2 separate regions of the Zea mays genome follow, and region 2 is linked to region 1. The links are chromatin contacts, called in public Hi-C maps. All regions are on one chromosome and are shown on one strand. Each heading gives the region's core, a stretch centred on a gene start, on an enhancer-like site or on the middle of the called end of the contact. The rest is flanking DNA. Distances are from core to core; before and after follow the strand shown.

Region 1 (6,938 bases), core at 2,167-4,666:
TTGTTTTGAATTTAGGGCTCTCATGTGAATTCTGGGCCCTGATGTGAATTTGGGGCCAAAACTGAATTTCGGGCCAAAAAATTGAATTTCGGGCCCTAATGTGAATTTTGGGCCAAAATTGAATTTCGGGCTTTTATAATTTCGGGCCGCCCGAAATGAGCCCGGCACGTTTAAGCAATTACGTGCCGGGTCGTGGGCAGAGGGCTAGGCCTGTGGGCCGACCCGGCACGACCCGAAATTCAAATGGGTCGGGCCAGCCCGAAATTCAAACAACACGGGCCTTTTCGGGCTTGGGCCGGGCCGGGCGGCCCGAATGTACACCTTTAAGCCATGTTAACCTAAAGAGAGCTCCTTGGATTGCTCCTTCTCAACTCATGTCCATAGTCCCATAGCTGGCTAAATTGTTGTGCTTCATCTTCATGAATCATTTGAAGAATTTTCCTCTTGGTTCTAACTAAGGTACTCCAAGTGATAACTAGATCCAAATCTTTCTAAATAACTTTTTGTTATCTTTTGATACTCATCTTGTCATTAGCTCTGAAATGGTCTACATATTGTCTGGCAATCCGAGTTGCACTGCATCTTCTAACAGACCACTCTTTTTGGCAATTGTGCTTGCCATAATATGTTTTTACAACAAAATGTTTAGCCCTTGAGTCATAAGAAGCATACAAATTCCCAGGACAATTCTCAGCACAGTGGGCTCTAACTCTAATCTTGTCGTTTCTGGCCATTTTGATCTCCACCTTGTTCCTGACACTACATTTTGTGATAGCTCGTCTGAGCCGTTCAACAGAACTGAACATAAGACCGACATGAAATACAGGGTTAGTCAAATCATCTTCAAAAAAATGACTGAAAAGCATTAGTATCTTCACGATCGGAGTCTGAATGTGCAATGTCTAGCAGTTCAACAATAAGGTTACTAATCTGAAACATAAGATTTCTAAGACAAAAATGATGATCAAACACAAGTTATATATTTAGATTCAAAACTAAGCTACAACCTCTATTTAGAGGCTATCGGAGAACTCACCATTTTTTAACCCCCAAAGTTATTTAGCAACTTTCTAAATCTATGATTTAGAGATGGGGCTGCTCTAATAATCTTTCAAGCTAAAGATCCATTAATATTCTCGTGGATTATGGTCGTCTCTTATTCGATATATAAGTTATAGGCAGCCACCGGATATCAAGCGGATACTGTAGTGTATAATGGCTCACGATAGATCAGAGAGACATCATTTTACGAGCCATGAAGGTCCGTCCAAGTGCAATCCTGCTCCAGTTTGAAGAAGAAAACTTCTTTGTGTGAGTGACAACGATAAATTCACTCCCCTTGGGCCACATGAATTCCGGGCAAGTACAAATCCATGGCCACTAGCCCACTACCTCTACCTGACGGTCGATGAAAAGTGAGATTCGACCGTTCATGGCCACCTCCCCATTCATAGGCTCTCTCGTACTCGCATCGTAGGGCAGGACGTACCAGTCACACCACAGGCCAGGCGGTCCCATTCTCCCAGGCAACAGCTTCCTGCCTGCCTGCCTGCCTGCTTTGTTGTCCGACCCGCTCGTCGCCGTCACCGTCACCGTCACAGACTGACTGCTCCTCGCTGCCGCTGCGGACGCGGTGGATGCGGAGGGAACGAGGACGACGGCGGGGCCCCGTCCACGCATGCACGGCGGGGCGCAATGAATGCGTATTGATGGCAGCAATCAAAACGCCCCTGATGTGATGCCCCCCTGTCCTGCGGGGGCAGCAGCGCGCCGGGACAGGCGGCGCAGCGGCCATCAATTCCCTTCCCGCGCGCCGCGCGGTTGGAGTTGGACGGGGCAGCCAGCCATCAACCATCAAGTGGTTGCCGTGCGCGGTGCTCGAGCTCTGCGTTGCGGGCTTTTTCATTCGGCCAGCGACGGCGGTAGCGTGCAGCAGCGCCGGTGTATGAACGGCTGGCGCGCCCAGTTCAGACGTTGTTTAGAAAAAGAGACATTGAAGTGGATTAAGGTGGTATATGATGTATTGAAATGTAATATGAACTAAATTTCCTTTCAATCCTTAAAATACACTTCAATCCACTTTAATCCCTCTTTATCTAAATAAGGCCAGCGGTGTACGCCGGTACGTGTTCATCGTGCAAACCCGTGCATGCACAGTTCTTTCAACTTTTAAAAGAGACTAGTTCCCGTGACTAATGTGGAGTGGAGTGGAGTATAGTAAAATCTGGGAGTGCGCTTGCAAATAGCATGGTCTGCACTGCACCAGTCATTCAAAGCCAAAGCCAAAGCCAAAGCTTTGTGGTCACGCTAACCACTTTGTTCTGCCTCGTTCCAGAAATAACAGGGACGGGCATTCCGTTCTATTGGTTTATTCGGTGCGCTTTATCTGGTGTCAAAAAAGTTTGGTGCTTGGAAAATGAAAACCAAACTTTTTGTTCACAAATGAAAAAAAAACCGCAGAATTTGATGTTCAGTTCGGTGTTTGGTATTTTTACAATCATCAAACAACTAGCAGTTTGAAACTGCAAACGTAAAATCACATAAAGAACATACTGATAATTCATCAACTAGTACTTAATAAAATTGCATAAACAAATTAGTGTTGAATAAGAGCAACTAACACATACTAGTTCTTAAAAATTATAATGATATGAGTCTAAGGTTTAAGACGTTGTTTTGCTACGTTTCGGTATTTTGGTATTTTTGGTGTCTAAATATTGAAAACCATACCAAATACCAAATAGAGCTAAAATCCATACCGCACCAAATACAAAAACCGAATAAACCGTAAATTTTGGTGTATGGTGTTTGGTTCGGTATGGTTTTTGGTGTTTGGTGTTTTTTGCCCACCCCAAAATATATTGAATCGTCAATTATTATAGTATTATTACAAACCCTTTTGTGTTTCAAGTAAATGGACTGTCATAAGAGACACTTTAAAAATTCTAGGTAGTTTTAGCATCGTCGTAAATTAATCGGTTCTGTATTCGTAGAAAAAAATAGTCGCCTCTATTGTCCTGATCCTGCGGCCATGGAAGAAGGAAGACTCGCAAACCCGACGCAGCGCATGGGCGCGCAGGCGCACCTGCCTCAAAAGCACCGACGAGTCTAGCCGCGCCGGTCGCCCGGTCCTACTTCTACTCGCTGACTCGCCCGGCCCGGACCGGTCCCGTGCGCTCTGCGGCCTCGAACCACGCGGCCCCACGCGAGTTTCGAGGAGGAACCCAACGCACGGCACGGGGCACTCCCTCGGCCCCGGTCCATGCACACGGCCCAATGGCCCATCCCGGAGCCACCAACCATCCCTCGCGGCCCATCCCATCCCATCCCATCCCTCGGTCGTGCGGTGAACCTGTTCGTCACCGTCCGATCAGCTCTGGCCCTACCCTGGAACATCTTTATTTTTTGTTTCTCCCTTCCACTCCTCGCTCTTTCTCCCTCGCAGCGGTCCAGCCTCAGCCCACTCTCCGTTGCTCCCTGCCTCCCTCGGTCCCTCCCGGCTCCCACTCTCGCCCCTCCTCCCCTCTCCCTGCCTGCATTCTTCAATGAAGTTTTCCGGCGAGTCGGCACCGGCGGCAGCGACGTAGACGGGTGCATCCTGGCTCGGCAGGTACTCACCCACATCTGCTACCACAAGGTTGTTCCTGGAGCCCATATCTAGAGCTCAGTACACTCACATTTGTATCTTCAGTACTACGCAGGAAGGAAGAGAGAGAACCATTTGAAGCTTCGAGGTCGTCACGCACAGATTTAAGTGAGCCCAAACCCGCGGAGTCTCATCCGTTCATCCCACCGGTTCGTTCGTCTTCCTGCATCAGCCCTGAGCGTTTAATTGCGCCGCCGCCTCCTTGTCCTTCGCCCAAGTCTCGCCGAGCAATGCGGCCTCTCGCGCTGCTCGTTCTCGCCCACCTCGCCGCCCTCGCGGCGGCGGCGGAGGCCAAGGGCGGCGTGGCGGGGGCGGGGCTGGGCGACGACGTGCTGGGGCTGATCGTGTTCAAGGCCGACGTGTCGGACCCCGACGGCCGCCTCGCGACGTGGAGCGAGGACGACGAGCGGCCCTGCGCCTGGGACGGCGTCACCTGCGACGCGCGCACCGGCCGCGTCTCCGCGCTCTCCCTCGCCGGCTTCGGCCTCTCCGGCAAGCTCGGCCGGGGCCTCCTCCGCCTCGAGGCGCTCCAGTCGCTCTCCCTCGCCCGCAACAACCTCTCCGGCGACGTCCCCGCCGACCTCGCCCGCCTCCCGGCGCTCCAGACGCTGGACCTCAGCGCCAACGCATTCGCCGGCGCCGTCCCGGAGGGGCTCTTCGGCCGGTGCCGCTCCCTCCGCGACGTCTCGCTCGCCAACAACGCCTTCTCCGGCGGCATCCCGCGGGACGTCGCCGCGTGCGCCACGCTCGCGTCGCTCAACCTCTCCTCCAACCGCCTGGACGGCGCGCTGCCCAGCGACATTTGGTCCCTCAACGCGCTGCGCACGCTGGACATCTCGGGCAATGCCGTCACCGGCGACCTCCCGATCGGTGTCAGCAGGATGTTTAACCTTCGGGAGCTTAATCTGCGAGGCAACCGTCTCACTGGTAGCCTCCCGGACGACATTGGGGACTGCCCGCTGCTCAGGTCAGTGGATCTTGGGTCCAACTCGCTGTCCGGCAACTTACCTGAGTCCCTGAGGAGGCTCTCCACCTGCACATACCTTGATTTGAGCTCAAATGAGTTCACTGGGAGTGTCCCGACATGGTTTGGAGAAATGACAAGCCTGGAAATGCTGGATTTGTCGGGGAACAGGTTGTCTGGCGAGATCCCTGGGTCTATTGGTGAGTTGATGTCACTGAGGGAGCTGAGGTTGTCAGGGAATGGGTTCACCGGAGCCTTACCTGAATCAATTGGTGGATGCAAGAGCCTGATGCATGTTGATGTCAGCTGGAATTCTCTTACGGGTGCACTGCCTACCTGGGTTCTCAGTTCCAGTGTGCAATGGGTGTCGGTGTCGCAGAACACATTGAGCGGGGACCTAAAAGTGCCTGCAAATGCTTCTTCAGTGCTTCAAGGAGTGGACTTGTCAAACAATGCCTTCTCTGGAGTTATACCATCGGAAATCTCGAAGCTGCAGAACTTGCAGTCATTGAACATGTCATGGAACTCAATGTATGGAAGTATTCCGGCCAGCATTTTGGAGATGAAGTCACTGGAGGTTCTTGATTTTACTGCCAACCGGCTAAATGGGTGCATTCCAGCTTCAAAAGGAGGGGAGTCATTGAAGGAGTTGAGGCTGGGGAAGAACTTCCTGACTGGCAACATCCCAGCTCAGATTGGCAATTGCTCTGCCCTCGCATCACTGTAAGTTTAAGCACTTCTTTCTGATCCAATCCAGTGGATGGATAAATGTTTGGAGCTTTACATGCTAAACCCCCACATTCTCTGGTATATGCTCACTTGGTTACTATCTCTTGCAGGGATCTTTCTCATAACAGTTTAACAGGAGTGATTCCGGAAGCACTATCTAACCTTACCAATCTCGAGATTGTGGATCTTTCTCAGAACAAGCTTACTGGTGTTCTACCAAAGCAGCTTTCTAATCTCCCCCACCTCTTGCAATTCAATGTTTCACATAACCAGCTCTCTGGGGATCTCCCTCCCGGTAGCTTCTTTGACACCATCCCCCTATCTTGTGTGTCGGATAATCCTGGCCTTTGTGGCGCGAAGCTCAATTCATCTTGTCCTGGTGTGCTACCAAAACCAATCGTGCTGAACCCAAACACTTCTTCCGATCCAATATCACCAACCGAGCTTGTGCCTGATGGTGGTCGCCATCATAAGAAAACCATACTCAGCATCTCGGCCCTTGTTGCAATTGGTGCTGCTGTTCTAATTGCTGTTGGTGTCATTACCATCACTGTTCTTAACCTTCGAGTGCGTGCCCCTGGATCTCATTCTGGTGCTGTCCTGGAACTCTCAGATGGATATCTCAGCCAGTCGCCAACAACCGACATGAACGCAGGGAAGCTTGTCATGTTTGGAGGAGGAAATCCGGAGTTCAGTGCCAGCACCCATGCTCTTCTGAACAAGGATTGCGAGCTTGGGCGTGGTGGTTTTGGCACTGTCTACAAGACCACTCTTCGAGATGGACAACCTGTTGCCATCAAGAAGCTCACTGTGTCAAGCTTGGTTAAATCTCAAGTTGAATTTGAGAGAGAAGTGAAGATGCTGGGTAAGCTACGCCATCGCAACCTAGTTGCGCTAAAGGGATATTACTGGACGCCGTCGCTTCAGCTTCTCATTTATGAGTTTGTCTCCGGGGGCAACCTGCACAAACAATTGCATGAGTCATCCACCACAAACTGCCTGCCATGGAAGGAGAGGTTTGACATAGTCCTCGGTATAGCGAGAAGCCTTGCTCATCTCCACAGGCATGATATTATCCACTACAATCTGAAATCAAGCAACATCCTGCTCGACGGATCAGGCGAGGCAAAGGTAGGAGATTATGGGCTAGCGAAGCTGCTTCCAATGCTGGACCGCTACGTCTTAAGTAGCAAGGTGCAGAGCGCGCTTGGATACATGGCTCCAGAGTTTGCGTGCAGGACCGTGAAGATCACGGAGAAATGCGATGTGTACGGGTTCGGCGTCCTTATCCTCGAGATCCTGACAGGGAGGACGCCCGTGGAGTACATGGAGGACGACGTGGTCGTGCTCTGCGATGTGGTGAGGGCGGCTCTGGACGAAGGCAAGGTGGAAGAGTGCGTCGACGAGAGGCTCTGCGGCAAGTTTCCGCTGGAGGAGGCCGTTCCGATCATGAAGCTGGGTCTGGTCTGCACTTCCCAGGTTCCGTCTAACAGGCCAGACATGGGTGAGGTGGTGAACATACTGGAGCTGATCAGATGCCCCCAGGACAGCCCGGAGACTGAACTGGGTTAACCTCCTCTACTACCTACACTGGATCCC
Region 2 (7,309 bases), core at 2,189-4,688, 210 kb after region 1:
CGCCTCAGGCTACTCGGGCTCCGCGCCCATTACTGATCAGGGGTTCGAAGGCTGGCCCCCGAAGGGTTCACAGCCGCCTCAGACGCCGAGTGAGGGATGACCAGGGGTACGTTCGATACATAACCAAGGCTCGGGTTGTGCTCCCGAGGTACCCTAGGACATTTCCGAGACCAGCGGGAGCGATCTTGTAACGGAATCCCATCGGAGGGAGGCATCGAGCCCTCGGACCCCGTCGCCAGGGGACCGGGTCCGGCAGATCACCCGCAGGTACTTTTGGGCGTGCCTCTAGGCCCCTAGCCGACCCCTAACGAACGGGGCACGGGCGTCCACTCGGATTACCCGCTTGCAGCTCACCGGAGACACCATGTTCGGCGCCCATCGAGGGTAACATGGCGCTCTCCCCCCCTCCTCCTTGCGGAAAGGCAACGCAGGGGCGTATGTAAAAAAGCCGAGTCTGTCCCTGATCGCCCTCTTGCCCTGTGCAGAGGCTCGGGGGCTGCTCTCGCAAACCCGGCTCCGGCCAAACCGTTGACAGCGTCAACATACCAGCCCGAGAACTTGGGCCCCGACCGTACACCCGGGCTACGGCCAGCTCGCATGAGGGAACAACCAGACCAGCCGAAGCATTACGCAAGGCATTAAGACCTCGAAGGAGTGAAACCACTCCTCCGAGGCCTCGGGGGCTACACCCGGCGGGTGCGCTCGCGCGCACCCACCGGAACAAAATGCAACCGAGAAAGGCTGGTCCCCTTGCAAAAAAGTGCGACGAAAGCCTCCAAGCGAGTGCTAACACTCCCTTCGAGGCTCGGGGGCTACTGTCGGGGACCATAATTAGGGGTACCCTCAAGACTCCTAATTCTCAGCTGGTAACCCCCATCAGCATAAAGCTGCAAAGGCCTGATGGGTGCGATTAAGTCAGGGATCAGTCCATTCGAGCGACTCGATCACGCCTCGCCCGAGCCTAGCCTCGGACAAGGGCAGCCGACCCCGGAGAATTTCCGTCTCGCCCGAGGCCCCCCTCCAACGGCGGACACATCTTCGGCTCGCCCGAGGCCCTGCCTTCGCTAAGAAGCAACCCTGACTAAATCGCCGCACCGACCGACCAAGTCGCAGGAGCATTTAACGCAAAGGTGGCCTGACACCTTTATCCTGACACGCGCCCTCCGGCAGAGCCGAAGTGACCGCCGTCACTTCGCCGCTCCACTGACCGGTCTGACAGAAGGACAGCGCCGCCTGCGCCACTTCGACTGCAGTGCCACTTGACAGAGTGATACTGACAGGAAGCCAGGCCCTGCCAAAGGCGCCATAGGAAGCTCCGCCCGACCCAGGGCTCGGACTCGGGCTAAGACCCGGAAGACGGCGAACTCCGCTCCGCCCGACCCAGGCCTCGGACTCGGGCTCAGCCCCGGAAGACGGCGAACTACGCTCCGCCCGACCCAGGGCTCGGACTCGGGCTAAAGCCCAGAAGACGGCGAACTCCGCTCCGCCCGACCTAGGGCTCGGACTCGGGCTAAGGCCCGGAAGACGGCGAACTCTGCTCCGCCCGACCCAGGGCTCGGACTCGGGCTCAGCCCCAGAAGACGACGAACTTCGCTCCGCTCGACCCCAGGGCTCGGACTCCGCCCTGGCCTCTGCCGACGACCTCCGCCTCGCGACCCAGGGGCTCGGACTCGGCCTCGGCCATGGGAGACAGACTCGACCTCGGCTTCGGAGGAGCCTCCACATCGCCCAGCCTAGGGCGCAGGCCAGCCACGTCAACGGGAAGCGCCATCACCACCCTACCCCAAGCTGACTCGGGCCGCAGGGAACAAGACCGGTGTCCCATCTGGCCAGCTCCGCCAGACAGGCAATGATGGCGCCCCGCACGCTCTGTGACGACGGCGGCTCCCAGCTCTCTTACGGAAGCAGGTGGACGTCAGCAAGGACTCGACCGCTCCAACAGCTGTCCCTCCGCCAGGCACCGTCGCTCCTCCGACGGCCACGACATCACACCAGCAGGGTGCCAAGATCTCTCCGGCTGCCACATTGGCATGTACTTAGGGCGTCAGCTCTCCCCCGCTAGACACGTAGCACTCTGCTACACCCCCATTGTACACCTGGATCATCTCCTTACGCCTATAAAAGGAAGGACCAGGGCCCTCCTAGAGAGGGTTGGCCGCGCGGGACGAGGACGGGACAGGCGCTCTCTTGGGGCCGCTCGCTTCCCTCACCCGCGTGGACGCTTGTAACCCCCTACTGCAAGCGCACCCGACCTGGGCGCGGGACGAACACGAAGGCCGCGGGATTCCCACCTCTCTCACGCCGGTCTCCGGCCGCCTCGCTCCTTTCCCCCCTTCGCGCTCGCCCACGCGCTCGACCCATCTGGGCTGGGGCACGCGACACTCACTCGTCGGCCTGAGGGACCCCCCGGTCTCGAAACGCCGACAAATTTAGTTGGCTCTTTTTACTTGCCTCATTAAGCGTAATATAAAGCTAGATCTTAAACAATTCGGAAGACTACTAGCATATAGCCTACTAACGCTACGATTCTAGAGATGGGAGGAGTAGATGATGACGGCAGCAACGCGGGGAAAGAGTTGATAACGGCGACGACGACATGAGCGAGAGGGGCGAGGGAGGCTAGGGTGACGACATGAGCGAGAGGGGCGGGGGTCACAGTGGGGAAAGAATGATAGGTGATCCAAGTAATGTATGTTCATTGGATTTGAGTAAGGGGGAGAATGTTATCGAGCTATCAAAACCATTGGTTTAGATGTTGCGTTAAATGTGGGTGCAATTGTTTGGTGGATTTAGTGAAGGTTATGAACGTAGGGATGATTTGGTTTGGTAAGTTTTGTAAAGTTTAAAGTAGGGATGTTTCTAAAACATAACTATAGATGAACATAAAATTTGAAGCTAATTGTAGCTATGTTATTAACAATATCACGAAGTACAAGAATAAATTTTTGTATAATTTTTTGTGTGCATTATTTTCTCCCTACATCAAAAACCGTGAAAAAACATTAGTATTTGTATCCGTATCCGAATTTTATATTAATTATTTAAAAACAAACTTAAGATTTACTTTTTATGAATATTAATAAACTCAATGCGAGAAACGAGACTATAAGTTTACATAGCCAAATCTATATGTTATTTGTTCACAATCGAAAAAAACTAAAAAATTAATATCCAAATAAAGATATAAATTGATCTCTAGTTTAAAAATGATGAATTATAGGTATAGATATAGATAACAACGATGACTTTCCTAATTGCTAAAGAAAAATAAAAAAAATCCTACCGGTCCAAATCACCGGTGCCACACCTCGCCAAGGCGGCACCATCCCAACGCGCACGCACACGCACACGCGAGCTCCTCTCAGACTCACACACACACTTATAAAATCCCAGATCCAGATAGGGACGGCCGTCAGGCCCAGGGACGAACCCTGCCCCACCACCACCGCCTCCGCCTCGTCGTCGTGGGGCGCTGGCGACGCGTTTGTTTTGTTCATCACACGCCCGCGGGTTTCCTGTTTCTTCTCTTCCCCCGGCCGCGCGCGTCCGACGCGGGGCAGCGAGCCAGCGACCACTCTCGCCTGCCTGCCTACCTACCCATCCCACACCCGCCTGGGGAAAATCAAAGCGCCGCCCTCGCACGCACTCGCGCTCCCCACTCCCCTCACCTCACTCCTCGTAACGGCTCGGCAAAACCCCCAGCACGCGGTCGACGAGACGAGAGCCGAGAAACAGTCCACTCCTCACTCCCGTTCCGTTTCGTTTCCCCAGTTCCGCATGGCCGCCGCGAGGTAGCGGCGCAGGCGCTCACCGGGGATGGCGGCCGGAGGGAGGGGCAAGCTGGCGCCGGCGGAAGTGGCGCCCGCGGCGTTTCCCTCGCGGGGCTTGGCGGTGGCGGGGGCCGCGGCGGGCGAGGTGGTGCGGCGCGTGAGGCCCACGGAGGCCTCCGAGCGCCGCCGCGCGGAGGTCGTCGACTACGCGCGGAGGCTCGTCGGCTCAGCGCTCGGATGCGAGGTGCGTTCGTCGCAGTGCGCTGCAGTGCAGCGCCGGGTCGCTCCCGTCCGCGCGCGCGGGGCGGTTCCGCGTTCTCTTTCGGTTGCCCTTGCTTGTGCAGTTGGGCTTGGGTGGGGTAATCGACTAGTCATGTTTCGTTCCGTAGATAAGTAAGGTTTCCGTATTCCTCTGCTGCCCCCTGGCATGTATGGGGATTCTCGTCCGGTTGTTTACCTCCAATCAGGAGCAGTTTTGTCTTCTTCACTTTGGTTTTGGCTTCATGGTTTGTTTAGTCTTGTTCCATCGCTTTCCAAGGGATTTGGCGCTTGATTATTCGTTTGGTTTGTACGGATCTGGATTAACTCGTAAACCATTTGCTCGCGGCGCGTCGTAATTGTTCTGTCTCGTTTTTTTTAAAAAAAAAGTCGTGCTACCCTTTACGTTGCCAGATTGGGGGGATCGCTTCTGTTTTCTATCTGTTATCGCATAGATCAACATTTTATGATAATTGTTCTCCATTAGACTCTGTTCTCGCATGGATCAATTTTTATGATAATTGTTCTCCATTACACTATCTGTTCTGCTGTGCAAAATTGTTTGGTTTCGCATGGACCAATGAACATAGGAATTGCTGGTGAGCTTTTCTGTGAAACTGTCTGTGAACTGTGCCCGATCTTTGGATTTTTTTTGTTTCCTCTTTAACTTTTTATAGCTTACGGACACGGGGCACGTTCTATCTTGCGTTCTTTTCTCGAGCAAACTCAAGAGGCGTTTCTGTGCTACTGTTGTTGATTAGAAAGTTTAGTGAAGCATATAAAACATTTTTTCTGTGGGTGCAGGAATCAGTAGAGTAGTTTCTTTCTGGTGAAGGTCTGGTGGAATAGAGACATATTTTTTGTTGCTTACAGGGAAAAAAGTATAAAAACATTTTTTGTTGTTAATGTCTGTGTTCTGCCCGTGATTGCCTGCTTTACTAGCTGGCAGCAGTGTCCGCTTCGAGCTGTGCATATCCATCCAACCATTCATGTTGACTCGTCCACGTGGAATTACTGCATAGTTTGGCAAGTAAGGAATGCTGTAGTGGAATCTTCCTGGCATGTTGACTTTTAGAGGATTTGTCAGAGCAGGATAGAGACTTTTGCCTTGCACCGACGGCTGCCTGGCAACGTCCTGTTTTTAAATCTGCTGAGATGTCCCTAGAGCGCATTGTTGGAACAGTTTCATTGTTGTTATGCTGATGAAAGTTCAGCGCGTCCGCTGTTTGATGAGTCGTACTTTGAGGTTTGCAGACGGGCTTATTTATATACGTGGATGTTCCTCCCTCCACACCCGCCTATGGGCTGTGGTAGATCTTAAAAACTGGTCCATTATTTGTTGCTATTCTGCCGATCACTTTTAATGTGTACGAGATGTCTCTTTATTAGCTGGATTTAGTTAGAGCATCTGGCTGCTATAAGCCTATAACATACAACCATTAGTCCTAGAGTTGGAGCTATGTGATGATATTTCTTCTAGCATTTGTCAATAATTGCGGGCTTGTTCCTTGCAATTTTTTTGGGTGATGGAGATGATTGCCTTTGCTTAATTACAATCACGTGATTTGTTATGGCCTTATGGGAGACATATGTATGATGGTGCATTTTTTCCTGCTACAGCAAACGTGTGCCACCTAGAGTCAAATAAAGAACATTTCAAAATGCCTTGTGGAATTCTACCATTTCTTTAACAATGGCTGTTAACTGAAGTATCGTCAGTATATTAATATTTGGTCTTTCTTCGTGAGGCTGCCTTGTTGAAAACCTGCGCAATATCACTTCCAGACTCTCCTCTTGGAGATGCAAGTTATACCTTACACTTTCTTTTCTGAAAAGGCATCCGGCAAGAAGTTTTCCAGGCATTTATTAGTATAGAAGTTTAGCTTAGGCTTTATCTGTTGTAATGCACATTGATGATTTTGACTTTTGACAGACTATTTTGATCAGTATAATGCCTTTCTATCTCATGTAGAACCATCTGTTGAACCTTTTGGCATATTGGTTTTATATGTAATAACTAGCACTTGTTTGCTATATTGGTCAGGTTTTTGCATTTGGATCAGTTCCACTAAAGACTTACCTTCCTGATGGGGATATTGATCTAACTGTCCTTGGAAATACATCTTATGATAGTACTTTGGTTAATGATGTTTTCTGCATTCTTGAGTCTGAGGAGCAGAATAGTGATGCTGAATTTGTAGTGAAGGACTTGGAACGAATTGATGCCGAGGTTTATTCTCCTATATACACATCCTATACCTTCCTAGTGATTCGTTTTGGATGGTTGTTTAGGCAATCTATGATATTGTAATCCGAGTTCTTACTTGGCATTTTCATTCTGCTCGCATGATAGTTAAACTGAAAGCTATCTGTCCCTCATCTTTCTCTTTGACATGTTATTCTTATTGTTTTTCACACCCATCTAATTATCTGAAATTCATGTCCATCCAGGTCAGGCTCATTAAATGCACTATTGGAAATATTATAGTTGATATCTCATTCAACCAAACTGGTGGGATCTGCGCACTCTGCTTCCTTGAGCTGGTGATTAACACATTTTATTTTGTGGAAATCATATTTCAAGAACACACTCTTCTTCACTAAAAGCCCTTCTGGTTAAATAAGCACTTAGCTCATTGAATGTGTGGGTTGTTCAACATTGGTTTCTTGTGCTGTCTAGGTGTACTTTCATTTTATTATCATACCAAGTCATAGCAAATAAATGATGATTCCTTCGTCAGGTTGATCGGAAAGTTGGAAAAAACCATCTATTTAAAAGGAGCATCATATTGATCAAGGCATGGTGCTATTATGAAAGCCGCCTACTAGGAGCTCATCATGGACTTATATCAACCTATGCACTGGAAGTACTTATCCTTTATGTATTCAATCTATTCCACAAATCTCTCCACAGCCCTGTGGAGGTATGTCTTAAAAGATTTACTTATTTCAGATATATTTTCTCATTATATAATAGAAAAGCTCATGTCTTGCCGTTTCCCTGTGTTTTTATTAATAGGTTCTTTATAGGTTTCTGGAATATTTTAGCAAGTTTGACTGGGACAACTATTGCATAAGTTTAAATGGCCCTGTTGCTTTGTCGTCTTTGCCAAACTTAATTGGTGGGCTACCTTTCATATTTTCATTGGCAGATTAATGTATTGAGGCATATTCTCTAAGTTATCTCGAAATTTTATCCTGCTTGCAGTTGAAGCTACAGTTACACATACCAGTGACTTATTGTTTGACAAAGAATTCCTCAAGAGCTCCATGGATAAAGC

What was found. Hi-C and Micro-C count contacts between places; a contact is called where the count stands out from the background.
Region 2: a Hi-C map of bundle sheath shows a contact between it and region 1, with 2.3 times the contacts expected there. The contact joins the promoter of LOC100304391 here to the promoter of LOC100304322 in region 1. A contact is called at or near these places in 2 of 25 Hi-C or Micro-C datasets (bundle sheath and leaf).

The regions. Positions count from the first base shown.
Region 1 is chr1:56,185,580-56,192,517 of Zm-B73-REFERENCE-NAM-5.0, forward strand. It overlaps LOC100304322, which reads left to right and starts at 3,417. Exons shown (of 3, transcript NM_001361410.1): 1 at 3,417-3,610; 2 at 3,692-5,333; 3 at 5,450-6,938. The coding sequence starts at 3,877. The coding sequence ends at 6,911.
Region 2 is chr1:56,398,763-56,406,071 of Zm-B73-REFERENCE-NAM-5.0, forward strand. It overlaps LOC100304391, which reads left to right and starts at 3,439. Exons shown (of 10, transcript NM_001361417.1): 1 at 3,439-4,014; 2 at 6,073-6,258; 3 at 6,480-6,572; 4 at 6,770-6,952; 5 at 7,048-7,150; 6 at 7,237-7,309. The coding sequence starts at 3,817.